2 separate regions of the Mus musculus genome follow, and region 1 is linked to region 2. Evidence: chromatin contacts called from public promoter capture Hi-C data. All regions are on one chromosome and are shown on one strand. Each heading gives the region's core, a stretch centred on a gene start, on an enhancer-like site or on the middle of the called end of the contact. The rest is flanking DNA. Distances are from core to core; before and after follow the strand shown.

What was found. Promoter capture Hi-C pulls out the DNA fragments that hold promoters and counts their contacts.
Region 1: a contact with region 2 is called in a promoter capture Hi-C map of second pharyngeal arch cranial neural crest, with 5 times the contacts expected there. The contact joins the enhancer-like site here to the promoter of Btf3 in region 2. A contact is called at or near these places in 5 of 39 promoter capture datasets (the 3T3-L1 cell line, frontonasal cranial neural crest, hippocampal neurons and 1 more), 2 of 484 Hi-C or Micro-C datasets (nephron progenitors and palatal mesenchyme), 5 of 115 datasets of contacts at active chromatin or transcription factors (bone marrow-derived macrophages, cardiomyocytes, embryonic forebrain and 2 more) and 1 of 9 other capture datasets (pancreatic islet).

Annotation. Positions count from the first base shown.
Region 1 is chr13:98,603,067-98,605,766 of GRCm38.p6, forward strand. No RefSeq gene overlaps it. Among named protein-coding and RNA genes, the nearest start is that of Gm41033, 30 kb to the left of the region's middle. Within about 2 kb of position 1,330, at least 3 of the 459 cell types and tissues checked have an H3K27ac peak or open chromatin away from gene starts, as enhancers often do. A contact at or near this core is called in second pharyngeal arch cranial neural crest, where this site is marked.
Region 2 is chr13:98,315,710-98,318,608 of GRCm38.p6, forward strand. Btf3 (basic transcription factor 3) reads right to left here and starts at 1,258. Exons shown (of 6, transcript NM_145455.3): 1 at 916-1,258; 2 at 521-589. The coding sequence starts at 1,041. Gm9828 (predicted gene 9828) reads left to right here and starts at 1,407. Exons shown (of 4, transcript NR_137279.1): 1 at 1,407-1,900.

The DNA.
Region 1 (2,700 bases), core at 80-2,579, 290 kb after region 2:
ACGGAATAATTTCCTTTTGAAGGGCCAGATGCTTATGGTGTCTGTGCCACTTGGTCCCCGGGCTCCTACACAGAGTTCTTCTTCCCATGTTGTGACTCTTGCCTTGATGTAGTGTGAAGTCTGTGGAGGTGTACAGGCCCCTGAGTGCACCTGAGTGCCAGCTACTGCATCCAGGAGTGGGGACTTAGGTAGCGGTGGGACCAGGAAGCAAGAGCCTGGGGCCTTCCTCCCCATTTGGGGAGGTGGCTGAGATTGTATTTCCAACAAGCTCTGGGTGGTGCCAGCTGCAAGTCGGCAGGACACTTGGAGACATGAGTGCCCTGGTACCTAGATGTCCTTTTAGCATTTCCAGGAATAATGTACCCTTGAGCGTGTTCAAATGTAGTAACTTTTCTTCTGGACTTTTTTCCCTGTTGGGTAGCATATTGCCCTGTCCCTTGGGAAACAAGAACCCCTACTTCAGTGTGTAAGGTCCTCTGTCCTCTGATGCTTCTCTGAAAGCATGGCATTTGTCATCATAGCATGGGGTCCCTGGTTTTATGGAGTTTTGTATTTAACATGTTAACATTCAAGTACAGACGCCTCCACAAAGCCAGACCTGGGTGTTAAATGAGGGCTGCAGACAACAGAGAGCAAGACTCCAGAGTCTATTTTAAATTCTGTACAGAACTGAGGCCCAAATGATGACTTTGAAATGTGGAGGGTGAACACATGCTCCAGATGTGGGGCAGCATCCATATGGCTTAGCCGCGACAGTCCTGCCTCTCCATATAAATACATACTCCCACAGGATGGGGGATGTCGCGGCATATCGTCAAGTGTTCAGAGCTACATGTTTGACTCACTCCTCATTAGCGGAGCAACCTCTGGGCTGTGATGTGAACCCACTGGGTCATGAACACACAGGCTGTCGGCTGCTCGGCACCACTGTGCCCTGTCGCTTAAGCAACATGTTTGTCTCATCTGGCTGCGCTCTGTGGGCTTGCAGCCCCTGCTCTATCACATCTGAAGATTATTATTTGCCATGGAAACATTGATGTCAAATGGATGTGGGTGGGGCTCGGGCCATGAACAAACACAGAATAGTTCATCCCATGGGGTGCAAGTTATTATTGGGTCTAGGAGGTGCCAGCTGTGTGCTTCCCCCCCCCCCCACACACACACACACAAGCTTTGTGTTTTTGATGGCATAGTCTGGCAGCCTGCAGGATGGCTTGCCGAGGAGAAAATGTATGTTTAAGTAGCAGGAACATCGTGGAGGTGAGTGTATGGGCCCAAATAAGACACAATTTACCGCTGTGGACATGGGAACAGAGCAGTGTAGGCTTAGATTTTTCAAAACCTACTTTAATAAGGGCTCTTAAATACTTTCCCTTCTAGCCCACTACCCACCAGAGATAACAGAAAGGAAAAGTTAATACGGCAAAGAGGGATGTGGACCTGTTTAGAAAGAGTTCTCTGGGGCGATTCCAATCTGTGTTGTCAGGATAGCGGCAGTTTAGTTCACACGACTCAGCATTGGTAGCTCAATTCACTCACAAACACCATTCACAAATCAGCAACAATGGCAGTTCAATCCAGAAGAAACCTCCAGGCTCTGCCAATCGAGCCAAGTTTGTGCAGAAGCAGCAAGAAGCTGCCTGACTATCGCAAGACGTTCTTTAGTGTGTTTCTACGAAGCCACGACAAGTGATGGTCAGTGAAGACGGTAAGGTGAACCAATTCCACAGCGTCATCAGTGAAGACCAGTGTCAGCAAAGCCCAGTAAAGAGTGGCAGGGCGAACCAATGCCACAGCATCGTCCACTGTCTGTCTGGTTATACTCCTACCCTTTCCAGACACCAGGTGTCCTCCCAAGCACCTGCTCCAGCAAAGCATTACATGCCAGCTTCCAGAAAATACCACCTGTCTGTTCTCAGCAAAAACAACCTCTCCCGTGTCTGCTTCAACAAAACATCCTCTCAAAAGACAGTTTCCAGACAAAAACAACACGTGACACAACTGAGTCTCCAATGAAACCAGAAATCTCCACTTCAAAACAGAAAGATAACTTGAGATGATTCTAGCATTAAAAAAAAAAAAACTTTGTTAATTTACTTCTTGCATGTGTAAATATGAGGTATTTATGTGTGCGTGCATGTGTGTGTGTGTGTGTGTGTGTGTGTGTGTGTGTGTGTTTATCTATGTGTGGGTATATGTGCAGGCACACTTGTGTGCCTGTGTGTAGGCAGGCCCACGGTTAACATTGACTGTCTTCCTGCACTATTCCCCATCTTGCTGAACTTGAAGCTGGCTGTATTAGACTACTCTGGCTTGCCAGCTTGGTCTGGGGATTCCTGTCTTACAAGGTGAGATCACAGACAGGCCATCATGCCCGTGTAGCTTGTATGTAACCTGAGTCTCAGCCTTCATAGTCGCACAACAAACTCTTCACCAACTGAGCCATTTCCACAGCCCTGATTCTAACAGCTGGCCACCTACTACGTGTGGTGAGATAGGTGATCAAATGTTTCAATCATTGCATGAAGGGCGGGTGCCTAGGAAGAGAGGCACTAACCCTTCTGTCTTCCTCTGCACCCTCTGTGTGCTTTAACTAGATTCTTTCTTGAAACTCACAAAATGGCCTGGTGCTAGAGGGCCCATCAGATCAAGTACCCAGGCAACCAGTGACCAGGCTCTGTTTTTCAAGGTCACAGTGGA
Region 2 (2,899 bases), core at 8-2,507:
AGTTGAGAGGTCCTCTAGCATGTACCAAAACATGTGTTGGATCTCAGGACAACTCAAAGGTAACAAAATAACCACCCCCAACATTGTACAAGTCAAGGGTACACGGTACACAAAGATTTGGCAGAGAACATACTTTCCCCCCCATTCATAAAATCCAGTAACATTTGTTTATATGCGCCATAATCCTGAACCTCTTGCAAGCAAGGCACCGTTTTTAAGTGCTATTTTCTTCTCTACTCGATGACCGACCTCACCCCTACTATCTATCTATCTATCTATCTCCTCCTTGTCTCTTAGTATTGGTCTCATTTCCCTTGGATTTGCTAGCTTTGCGAAATGTCCCCTGCCAAGCAAAGTGACAAAAAAAACCCAAAAAACCAACCAACCAAACCAAAAACAACAACAACAACAACAAAAAAAACAAAAAACAAAAAACCCAACAACGTGAGAAATGCAAACGGAACTTTGGAAGAGAGAGAGGAGAGAAAAAGAAAGGAGGAAAAAAAAAAAAGAAACTTACTTTCCCACCAATGCGCACTTGTGCCTGCAGTTTGGCGAGTTTCTCCTGGTTCATGATTGTTTCTTTCATCTACAAAGAGAGAGGAAAAAAAAAAATCCTCAGCCAAGAACAAGAACGGCCGGGCCCCCCCTCCAGCATTCCACGCTCGTTATTTCCCGCTACACTCGCAGGAGAACGTCGTCCCCCTCGGGCTGAGGCCTGGATCCCCAATTCACCCCTCCAGGCTCGCCGGGGCGCACAGGGCCCCTCGCCCCTCCCCCGCCCGGCCCGGCCCGGCCTCGGGCTCAGCCCCACGGCGACCGAGCATCCCCCGCTCCCCGCCGCCCTGCCCGGCCTGGGCCGAGGCCTCGCCACGGCCTGCCCGGCCCGGCCACTCTCCGCAGGCCTCGCGGTACCTGAGACTCCCGTCCTCGGCTTCCGCCGAGAGGGAGAGAGGGCGTCGCTTCGGCCCCGGGCCAGCCGCCCCTGGCTCGCCCTCGCCCCCGAGAGTCCGCCTGGGTGGGAGCGCCCGTCCGTCGCATCGCTTTCCTCAGCTCCGTCCGTCCCCTCCCTGCCTCGCTCCTGCCGGGAAACGCCCGCCCCACCCCCAACTCCCGGTCTCCTCCCACGCCGGCGTCCACGGCCTTTTTTCTGTACCTTGTCGGAGTGGAAATGGCGCCGCGCGGGGAACTAAGGTTCACGCTCAGGGGGTCTCGGGCAGACCAGCTGAGAGAAGGCGCACACACGCGGGGACGCAAGATGGCAGCTAGAGGGAGGCCGGAAGTAACGCGACGCCACTTCCTCCAGAATTCAGGAAGCGGAGTTGGCGTCGCCGCGCATGCGCAGCCGGGGGCCGGTCCGCGGCTGTTTCTTTCCTTTCGTCCAGCGGCGGGCCGGGAGCAGCACCGGAGAGCTGGGACCCGCGGTCGCCGTCCGCGGTCCTGGGAAAGGCCGCGGATAGATCGGACAGTGAGGCTCCCTGTAGAGCTGTGGTTAAATCAGTCTGCCCTGTGGCCACCCCGTAGGGCGTCCAGCTTTGTCCAGTAGGCTGCAGTGTCTGCTCAATGCCGGGTGTAAATAAAAAACTATCGAAATCAGCCAGGCTAATGTTGCTTTCCAAAATTAAGTGACTTGGGTGATGTAGAAATCGCGACTCAGAATGTCTAGAAAGCATGTTCGGAATGCTTTCCAGATCTCCACCCTTCAGCAATTCGGTTTATTCAAGGTTGAAACAGGGTAACAAGATTTGTAACCTCTTAACCCTTCTACACCTCTACCATCGACTCCCTGATCTCGAATCGTCATGGATTCGACCATGAAGCATTCACGATGGAGCAAACTTTACCTTGAATTCTTCCAAGATGAATTTGAGCCTGCGTGCTTGGGGGTAAAAACGTGGCTGTGAGTTAAAGTTTGCCGAACTCCAGCACGAATTGTGGTTGTCGTTTTTTTGTTTTTTTGTTTTTGTTTTTTGTTGTTGTTGCATAATTTGATGGTTGTTTTAAAAAGTGTCTCGATAAGTAATCCTGGCTAGTCTGAAGCACACAGCTATTCTCCGGCCTCAGAGCCCCTCTGTCCAATGCTGGGATTATAGTCGTCTAGCACCATTCCCAGACAAATTTTAAGATAACCTTAGAAAATCCCTATATGAAGATTAAAAAACGAAAAAGAAAAAGAGGTTAAGTGAAAATTCTGTGTGCTTAAGCCTTTTTCCAATCTTAGCTACGAAATGTTTTTGAATATTCCAAAGAGAAAGTTGTGTTAGAATTTTTAGAGAATACAATTTATCCAGAAAAGTTGCCGAAATGAATACTCTAGCTAAAATCAATTTTTTTTCCCCTTGGAAACCTTTTTACACAAGAGTTTCTTGCAACAGCGATGAGTCATTTAAAAAATCGGGAGAGACAACTACGTTGCTATGTAGAAAATTGTAACAAGTTCTTTTTCTTGAAACAACAACAATGTTTCTTTTATCCGAACAAGTAAGTTTGTCTCAGAAAACCATGCTTGTTGTCTACCCTATGAAGTACCTAACCATTCTCCAAATAACTGAGATGAGGCAACAGAATTCAGTGCTACAGAAAATATATAAAACATGACTGTGTTACATATGATGGATAAAAGGTAAAACTAGTTCTTTTTGTTTTTGTTTTTTTTTTTTTTTTTTTTTTGTTGTTGTTTTTCCAGACAGGGTTTCTCTGTATAGCCCTGGCTGTCCTGGAACTCACTCTTTAGACCAGGCTGGCCTCGAACTCAGAAATCCCCCTGCCTCTGCCTCCCAAGTGCTGGGATTAAAGGCATGCACCACCACGCCCGGCTAACTAGTTCTTTTTAAAGAAATGTTTATCTGTAGAATATTTTACTCTTCATATTACACTGAAAGTATGTGAAACTTCCTAA